Regions from separate parts of the Mus musculus genome. Here region 2 is linked to region 1. Evidence: chromatin contacts called from public Hi-C data. All regions are on one chromosome and are shown on one strand. The core of a region is the stretch at or near the end of the contact, and the rest is flanking DNA. Distances in the headings are between cores, read along the strand shown. Region 1 overlaps Tox (thymocyte selection-associated high mobility group box). Region 2 has its middle 170 kb from the start of Gm33646.

Evidence for each region. Hi-C and Micro-C count contacts between places; a contact is called where the count stands out from the background.
Region 2: a Hi-C map of CD4 T cells shows a contact between it and region 1, with 2.9 times the contacts expected there. The contact joins two enhancer-like sites. A contact is called at or near these places in 1 of 15 datasets of contacts at CTCF or cohesin (pro-B cells), 1 of 484 Hi-C or Micro-C datasets (CD4 T cells) and 2 of 115 datasets of contacts at active chromatin or transcription factors (double positive thymocytes and thymocytes).

The regions. Positions count from the first base shown.
Region 1 is chr4:6,898,925-6,903,812 of GRCm38.p6, forward strand. The region is part of intron 1 of Tox (thymocyte selection-associated high mobility group box); the gene reads right to left. Among named protein-coding and RNA genes, the nearest start is that of Tox, 89 kb to the right of the region's middle. Within about 2 kb of position 3,352, at least 45 of the 459 cell types and tissues checked have an H3K27ac peak or open chromatin away from gene starts, as enhancers often do. A contact at or near this core is called in double positive thymocytes and pro-B cells, where this site is marked.
Region 2 is chr4:7,363,028-7,367,896 of GRCm38.p6, forward strand. No RefSeq gene overlaps it. Among named protein-coding and RNA genes, the nearest start is that of Gm33646, 170 kb to the left of the region's middle. Within about 2 kb of position 1,569, at least 39 of the 459 cell types and tissues checked have an H3K27ac peak or open chromatin away from gene starts, as enhancers often do. A contact at or near this core is called in double positive thymocytes and pro-B cells, where this site is marked.

The DNA.
Region 1 (4,888 bases), core at 2,102-4,601:
ATCCACATCTAACCTTGTGAAGATTGCATAGAAACCTCCTGTGAGATAGGCACTGAGAGCCCACACCAAAGCATCAGAATCTTGGTGGCAAAGAAAGACAAGGATCGATAGAGAGCAGACAAGCATCATCTGGAAGACCCTGACCACATCCTACTACTGTATTTATGTTTAGTATTTATTATTGTTTATTAACTACTTCCTCAATCATGGTGGTATGATTATGCACAGAGGAATAGTATGAAGGATTTGTATTTATGTGTTTATAATGCAAAATGTACAAACATGGAGAGAAATTAGTAATAACTGTAGTTATCAAAGGAAACAAGCCTAATTAAAGAAATAGCTGCTCCAAAACCATATGCAACTCAAAGCCGAAAAAGACAATTCAAATTTAATGAATGCCTTTAATATTAATTACAGAATTCTTAACAATACTTTGGGAGAGCTCTCTTGGAGAATTCAGCTTACTGTTTAACAGTTTCTGACTAATTTTATTAACCTGTACATCTGAGAGGATCAACCCCCTCTGGGTTTAATTAGAAGGAAATTCAATTTGGATCTAAATGTCAACAGTGGTTACTAATTATGGCAACGCTCGGGACAGGATAGCCTGGCTGCAATCAGGCAGGTTCCTAGTAACATTAACGCCTTCTTTCTGAGTTCCAAGAGAGTTTGGATGTTTTAAAATAAATACAATTCAGCATGGGACACTGCTAATATCATGAGCCCCTACTGCTAGGTGCAGACATGCAGAAGTGGATGCCAAATTAAATTACAGGAATCTCTCAAACATATAGCTGAATAATAAGCAGCTACAAAACTAGGTCAGGGTTGAAAAGCTGGCTCCGAATGCCCCTCCCCCAACATGCAAAATAAATACCCCACTATCTCTGAATAGAAATCATTCTTTTGTTATGCCCTTTGTCAAGAATACATTATTGCAAAATGATATTTATTTCCACAATCTTCACAGCTGTGAGCACAACTAAATTAATCTTTCTAGAACTGATTTCATTTGCAATTTCATGATTACAATTATAAAATGTAAATTTATTACTTAAAAAAGAAATGATTATAAAAGACATAGATTTAAAAAAAGACAGTTCCTTATCTGTTGGCTTGTTTCACTTAATACTAATGAAATAAATAGCTGACTAACCCTGGGATAAAAACAAACAGTCTGAAGATGGTTGTAAAATATGGGAAATGAAAGCTAGGAAGACAATTTTAAAAAAGCAGCCCTTTTAATGCAGAGCATACAGGAATCATATGGCTTAAGGAAAGACCAGAACACTGCCTGTTGTTGCAGTGAGGTTGATACTCATGGTCAGCCTTCTGAAGTGTTTCTGTTGCTCCATGGCATTAAATACAAAACATACTTGGGTGCTACTGATCTTTCCCCACCTGCAGCTTTCAGTTTTATTCTCTTAAATGTTAAATGCTAGAAAGCCATTTTCAGACTGTTTAATATTGATGACCCAAATAATAGATTCATTTATAGAAATCCATATTTACAAGATTTCTTTTCTTTTTAGCAGAAATTAGTCAATAGATTGGTATTTTCTTCTTTAAATATATTGTTTCTTATAATTAATATCCACATGTCTACTGTGTGCAGTGAATTATTCTGGGTGCTAAGACATACAACAATGTAAAAGTAAGCATTATCCAATTATGCTAGTTAAAGCACTAATGACAGGATTGGATTTTTGTTTTATTTGGTTTTCAATAACCAGGAGAAAATAAACCATCTACCTTACAAAATGTCTTTATTTGCGTAACTTCTCTCCCAAACAAAAATAATCTATTTCTTAAAAATATCAATTTAATTTTCCCCATTTAAAAACATGACTTGTGAGTCCAGGCAAATACAATTAGCACATGCATTTTATTAAATATATTCAAGTGTCAAATGCCTATTTATGGAAAGACCACTAATGATAACTTAGGCTCAACTAAAAATGAATGTCAATAAATGGTTCTATAAGCACTTACGCTCATAATAGATGCAATAGCATCTCTGAATAAATATTAACATGTAAAACTGCTATTTATCATGTCAACGCAATCAATAGAGACCATATTTCTGGACTAGGAATGCATCAGTAATCTTTCTGCATTTGCCCGAAATCACAAAGCAAAAATGCAAGCACTGTCACAAGACATTTATTGTATTCAATTGGATCCAAACTGGTTGCTGTGGAAAAGGCAATTTAAGCTCGTGCAACAAAATAGTCTATGTATATATGAATAAATTATTTTTACTATGATTCCTTTCTATTTTCTTTACCTGCCTAAGATGCAGATTTTCAATAAGAGACTCCTACAGCTTAGTAGAGTGTGAGTCTGGTAGACTTCTGAGTCACTCTCCCACTCAAATCATTAGCTGCCCCCTCGATTATCATGAAGGATAATACACTGTTGAGGGTGTCTATATTGCTTCTTTACTGTTCACAGCTACAATCACCTCCATGAGAAAGGCAGACTTCTTTCCTTTAAGAGTCCATTTTTCTTTTTACCTCTGGGAGGCGTGATACCTCCATCAGGCTGCTGGGGACCAGCACCTTTCCACTACAGTCACTGCTTTCTGCAGTAGTTGCAATGAACATCTGCTGCTATCACACTGAGGCGGTTAGAGACTCATACTACTGTGTTTGGAAATAAATGAATTTGGAAAGGCCATGTCCATGCACACTGTACTTTGATCTCACTCCTCCTTCACTTCCCCTTCTTCTCTCTCCTTCTCCATCTCTCTTTGTCTCTCTATCTCTCTCTGTCTTAATATCTCTCTCTCCCTCCCTTCTCCCTCCCTCTCTCTCTTCAGCTTGCATACTACCCTAAGAAATTTGCCTTTCTTTGTCTTTCTCCAGTGTCTCTCAAAACACCAACACACTGTCCCTGGCACCATATCATCCCCTAGAGGGAGACAGGCATAACAAGTGAGCTTTGCTGCTTAATTGTAAAGCTTTGAGGTCACTTTAAAACTAGTATTTAATGACTTGCTCTCCTTTGCTAAGGGTGCCCTTGAGATAATTTTCATAGAGGCATGCTGTTATTAAACACCTGTTAGATGCTAGATTTCTCAGAAGAATGAGACACACTCTTTATAACTTAAGTAAACGAAATAAACAAGAACAATGGTATTAAATGCCTGATGGACATTATAATAGGACATGCTTCTTACACTGGTTTTAAACTGTAATTTACCAGGTCATATTATTCTGAATATTATATTACAAATTCGGAGCAGGTGTTTAAAGCTATTTTCCTACTTGATTAGATGTTAACTCATTCTCTCTGCATAACTGAAGCTTTGCTTCAGATCTTCTGATAACAGAAACGGAAGCTGGGAAACCACAGCTCAATAATAAGGTGAATGGAAAAAGAGTTGGTTTCCGTCTCTCGCAACTGCTTTCCTTCATGTGTTCCACTCAAAAAGAAAAAGAGAGAGTGTGCGTTCTCGATTGTACCAACAACCATGGCATAAAGGCTAAGCACACCTGACTGCTTTGCACTCCCTAGTGGCATAAAAGCTTCAGTTTCGAAAGGTTTTCAAGTAATCTAAATTTTTAAAAATTTTCTCTAAGACCATAAGTTGCAAGTCAAGACTGTGTGAACTCATAACGCCACGTAGTCCGTTGAAATTGTTCTAACAACTAACATGGTGATGTTCCAAGGAAAACTGCAGTTGTCAGATGTCCTTGAATGGCAGCCTCACATGCTCCTCAGAGAAGCTGAGTCAGTTTCATGGACAAGGGTCTAAGTGAAGAGAAAACATCTGAAGCACCTGCATAGGAAGGCAGGGCAGGCGTTGGAAGGATCTCCCTTTCTGCCCTTACCCTTGACCTTAACCCTTGGGTTCGGTGACGCAGAAGAGCCCTCACATTTCACTCTAGGATAAAGAATATTCTAGAATAACAACTTTCAAGGTGGGCTGCGCTGTGGATAAAACATCCTTGGACAGACTCAAGATGCTGGGCCTGTGAGGTCATGCTGAGGTAAATGGCATGAGCATTTTTGCTGAAAGATTTTCCAGGCTTCCTGAGTGACACCGAAAGGTCCAGATGCACACAAACCACTTGCTGGCCTCCCCTCCATGCTGCCCTGGACTGTAGGGAGAGCTAACTCTGACTATGGGCAGACACTGAGTTTTCACACTGTGGACACAAAAGAATCTGCTTTGGAAATTTTTAAAATAATGTGCTCATAATTAATATCATTCTCGTTAAATGGGGCATTGAATTACAGGGTAGTCAATAATCCTACTGTAACCACTCAGGACCAAAAACAAATGTAATTTTATTCCTTTTTACACCACTGAGCATTTTTTAAAGAAACAGATCATCCTGTGTAGTTTGTGCAGGATTGATTCAACTAGATATTGTAACCTATCAACGACTCCTGAGACTTCTGTTTATAATTTTTACTTAGGTAAATCCTGATTAATTTTCTCAGCAGGATGCATTCTTTGCCTACATGAATAGTAAGCTCTCATTCACTTCTCTCAGTGATATGAATTTGGACCATAAGCTTTTTCACATCGAAAGGTCTATAAAATATCGCTGCTGTATTATTTTCAGAGTTCTGCATTTCCAACCTGCCTGGTCAAGAGATTTGTTAGTCTTCAGCACTGAATCTGAATTATTAGCAAATAAGGAAGCCGAAAAACAACAAAAGGGCCCACAACCCTGATCTTATCAAAATAATTATGAACCTTAATGTTCCACTAGGCACCAGGAGAAAGACAATGTGGTACAAAGGCGCACAGTAATGGAAATAGACAGAAGTAGGCCAGCGCTCTGCTTTTAACAGTAGATACTTACTGCTGCGGAAACTACAAGACAATGAAAGACTGCCCAGCCAAAAATGAGATTTTACTTTGTGTCTC
Region 2 (4,869 bases), core at 319-2,818, 460 kb after region 1:
GCTAGAATTAGTGAGCTGAACTCTTAAGCTCTGGGTCTACAGGATACCTCATCACAATAAATAAGTAGAACGCAATCAGGGAGTACACCTGAAATCAACTTGAGTTCTATATAGACATATAGATATATGTACATACAGATGCCCCCGGTGTCCTCCACATCATATCAAGCATTCATGTACTACATATAGATACACCACACGCACACACACACACACACACACACACACAGAAGAACAGAGGGCTAAGGACTAGAGCTCAAGTGAGAGAGAAGCTATCCAGTGTGTGTGTGTGTGTGTGTGTGTGTGTGTGTGTGCATGTATGTGTGCATTTATCTGTGTGCGTACATGCGCACATGTGTGTGTGGCTATAACTTTACATGGTACTATATTTTTATTTGAGTTATTATGCCTACATAAGAAAAAGTATAAGAGATACTGGATCCATATTTACTTAATAGCTCAGCTTTGTTTTTAAGTGTTTTGGGCTCAGTATATTGACCTTGAGAAAACAGGCTGCTATGGTGCTTTTTTTGTTGCCTGTTGCTATGTCATATAATGAGATGAGGACACACTGTGTCTCCTCGTTAGTTACAAGATCATCGACATTATTTAACAACTTCTTATTGGGCCATAAGCACCACAGAGTTATGAAGGAGACTGGGACTATCATGAGCTTTTGAAACCTCAAACCCCACCCCTAGTGACACACTTCCTGTAAAGGTGTTACACCTACTCCAATAAGGCCATACCCCTTAATCCTACTAAGTACTCAAATATGTGAGCCTTTCTGGGTCTTTACTAGGAAGTACAAGGAATCTTAGAATTATGGAGCTGAGTGAAAAGAAGTTGGGTCACTAGCTCAGTACCATTGAAGAGAAATCAAGAACCCAGCCTGTTAAGGATGACCTAGTATCTGATTTTAGTTGACAGAAGAGAGACAGAGAGGGGAAAACATCTTCCCCCTCCGTGCAGAGAGAGAAACTATTAATCCCCTGCTTCAGGGCAGCAGCCATAGCAGCTCATTTCACCTTAACGACATCTTAACAGTTTTGTTCTCAGAAGCTAAATTGCGAAACAGGATTTTTGGAGTTGCAAACAATTCAGCTCATAATAAATACAATCTCTGCAGCAGAAAAGTAAGTACAAATGTGTGCATTGTTTTTAAATGAGTACATACATCACTGTGAATTACTAGAGGTTGAAAACGCAATGATTTCTTCTGAAGTCTGATCAGGCAGTTCACCGGAAATACTTAGTACATGCACTTCCTGTATGCAACCTGTCCTCTCCTCAGCCAAAACCACCAGCAGAAGCCTGAGGGGCTGCTGCAGATGAGTCCCTGACACTTTGTAGGGAGCTGGATGGTGAATGCCTTTCTCCTATTAACAGTAGCCTAGATCCTAATTGTACTGGAGGAGGAAAGGGGGACAAAGAAACCTTACAAGAGGAGTAGGAGGAGTAGGATGAAAAGCTCTTAAAATGCTCTTTGATATGGTAATTCATTGCATAATGCACAGATCACATAGTCAATGATTGTGCTTTCAGATTCTAGTAGAGCAGAGATATTCCTGTCTCACTGATGTTACAGCTGTTGTGATGTAGACAGTGACTGGGGGTGCTGGAATTGGCCATGCTGCTGTGCTGATAGTAATATGCAGGGGTAGCACACATAATGCACAGTAAATAGTTCTTGATAGACAGCAATGTTCTCTCTCCTGTACTTATAGCTGTGTTTTCTAATGATTATTGTAACATAGGCACCATCTCTGAGTATAATCTGTACTGTCTGCAGGATGCCCTGTTATAGTTTTACCAGCACTGCACATAGGGCTCATGTTCACTGTCTGTTAGCTGAATATTTTCTCTCATACTCTATATACAGCCATGCTCTTGTTAATCCCAACGATGGGAAGAGAGACACCACTGACCCAAATCATCTTGGCTAAATTAATTAAAGCAAGATTTTTTTTTTTTTTTAGCTCCAGTACACCAGCCGTATATCCCTAAGGCAGGGTTTGAGAAGTCAGCCTTCGATATGAAGAAGATAAGTCTTTTATAGATCAGGGTAAGGGTTTTCTGAATGTGGGATTTGATGGGCAAATAGGGAGGAATACAAGAGTAAAACATAGGAATAACAAGTTAGTCCTAAGGACCTCCCAATACAAAGGCATAGTGGCAAAGTGGGCATAATAAAGTGGTCCTTATCACTAGGCTGCCCAAGGTGGTCATATAACCTTGTAAAGCATAAGGGGACTGCAGTATGCTTATAAACAACTTTTTGGAAAAAAAAAACAAAAAACATGTTTGACATTCCTGGAACAAGCAGTACAGAACTATTTGTAGTTAAAGTTTTGGTGTGTCATAGCCCAGTCCTTGAAAAATAGAGGTTTAATCATAAAGAGGAACTAACTTAGTTTGGCCTTACTATAAGTTGTCTTTTAAGCCTAATATGGAGTCAGACTGAGTTTTCATTGTGTTTCTCCATGATCCTAGAAGCAATTAGGAACTAGGGACTCACTCTGAGGCTGTACAGTCTAGATTTGTGTGAGTAAGTTCTGTATGATTTTCACCCAAATATGCAATTGCCTATGGGCCCATTTCTCAGAGTTGAGCAGTCTGTGAAGGTGTTATTTTCTCTAGCTCCTTCTATCTCAGCATTTGTTCTGACTCTGACATTAAGAGAAGAGTAAAAATGACCAACAAAGTGATACCTCCACTCTTGCACCAAGGAACTCCATGGATGGGTTAGTTGGGTTAATTGCTTTAAGATTAATGTTTTATTTTTATTCAATTTTATTAATAACAGCAGACTCACACTTGGTGCCAGAGTTGTGGAGGGCAGCTGGAAGGTTTTTCACAATGCCACAGATTTTTCATCAAAACCATGTAAAACTAGAAACGAGTACCCCTTGAAGATATTGACATAAGAACAGGTTTTCATTGTAGTCATGATGATGAATGACTCTACCATAATAGATAATTCATATGCTACAATCATTTCTTAAAGTTAGTTTGGACCTATTATGTTTCTTACCAAATCTTGTCTGAAGGAGATAGTAAGTTATTGGAACTAAACACTTTGGAAAGTATGCTGTCTCGACCCATAATTGACTAGTTATTTGGCAGGAATTAACAAAATACTAAATGTTTTTGTCATCCAGAAAGAATACTTGTTTTCATTCAGTACAGATTCTTGTGGGCATCTACAGTAGCTTAGGACTAGCTTAGATGGAATGGCTTCTGGACTCTGAGACTGGATTGGAAGGTACTCAGGCATTTCTCTACCCTGACCCACTTGGGAGAGGTAAATACAAACACTGGAGTGGGAACACAAGAAATTATCTTGGGTTCCAAGACTCCACCGAGAGTATTCTGCACAGGTGAGAGTGTGAACTACAGAAGCTAACAGCTTCTGGGACAGGCAGGAGCCACAGAGCTTCTGAGGCAGCCCCCTTTTCGGGCCCCAGACATCCGGGCACCATCCCGGCCAGAGGATAGGACAGAAGGTGCCCGCCCAGCCCAGAAGCTCTTTGCCAGAGCATCCGCTGCAGACATCTTGGTTCCAGGACTCCACGGAGAGTATTCTGCACGGGTGATAGTGTGGACTACAGAAGCTAACAGCTTCTGTGACAGGCCAAAGCAACACAACTTCTGGGACAGGTCCTGTTTTGGGCCTTCATCTTCGTCCAGGAGGGAGATCCGAACGCCAGATATCTGTGCACCTTCCCTGTAAGAGGAGAGCTTACCTGCAGAGAGTGCTCTGACCACTGAAACTCAGGAGAGACCTAGTCTACCAGGTCTGCTGATAGAGGCTAACAGAATCACCAGAGGAACAATCTCTAACCAGAGACAACTAAATCAACTAACTCCAGAGATTACCAGATGGCAAGAGGTAAACATAAGAATCTTACTAACAGAAACCAAGACCATTCACCATTATCAGAACACAGCACTCACACCTCGCCCAGTCCAGGGCACCCCAACACACCCGAAAAGCTAGTCCCTGATTTCAAAGCATATCTCATGATGTTGGTAGAGGACATCAAGAAGGACTTTAATAACTCACTCAAAGAAATACAGGAGAACACTGCTAAACAGGTAAAAGACCTTAAAGAGGAAGCACAAAAATCCCTTAAAGAATTGCAGGAAAACACGACCAAACAGGTGATGGAATTGAATGAAACCATCCAAGACCTAAAAAGGGAAGTAGCCACAATAAAGAAAACCCAAAGTGAGGCAACACTGGAGATAGAAACCCTAGGAAAGAAATCTGGAACCATAGACGCGAGCATCAGCAACAGAATACAAGAGATGGAAGAGAGAATCTCAGGTGCAGAAGATTCCATAGAGAACATTGGCACAACAATCAAAGAAAATGGAAAATGCAAAAAGATCCTAACTCAAAACATACAAGAAATACAGGACACAATGAGAAGACCAAACCTATGGATAATAGGAGTAGATGAGAATGAAGATTTTCAACACAAAGGGCCAGCAAATATCTTCAACAAAATTATAGAAGAAAATTTCCCAAACCTAAAGAAAGAGATGCCCATGAACATACAAGAAGCCTACAGAACTCCAAATAGACTGGACCAGAAAAGAAATTCCTCCTGACACATAATAATCAGAAAAACAAAAGCACTCAATAAAGATAGAATATTAAAAGCAGTAAGGGAAAAAGCAGTAACATATAAAGGCAAGCCTATCAGAATTACACCAGATTTTTTCACTGGAGACTATGAAAGCCAGAAAAGCCTGGACAGATGTTATACAGACACTAAGAGATCACAAATGCCAACCCAGGATAGTATACCCAGCCAAACTTTCAATTACCTTAGATGGAGAAACAAAAGTATTCCACAACAG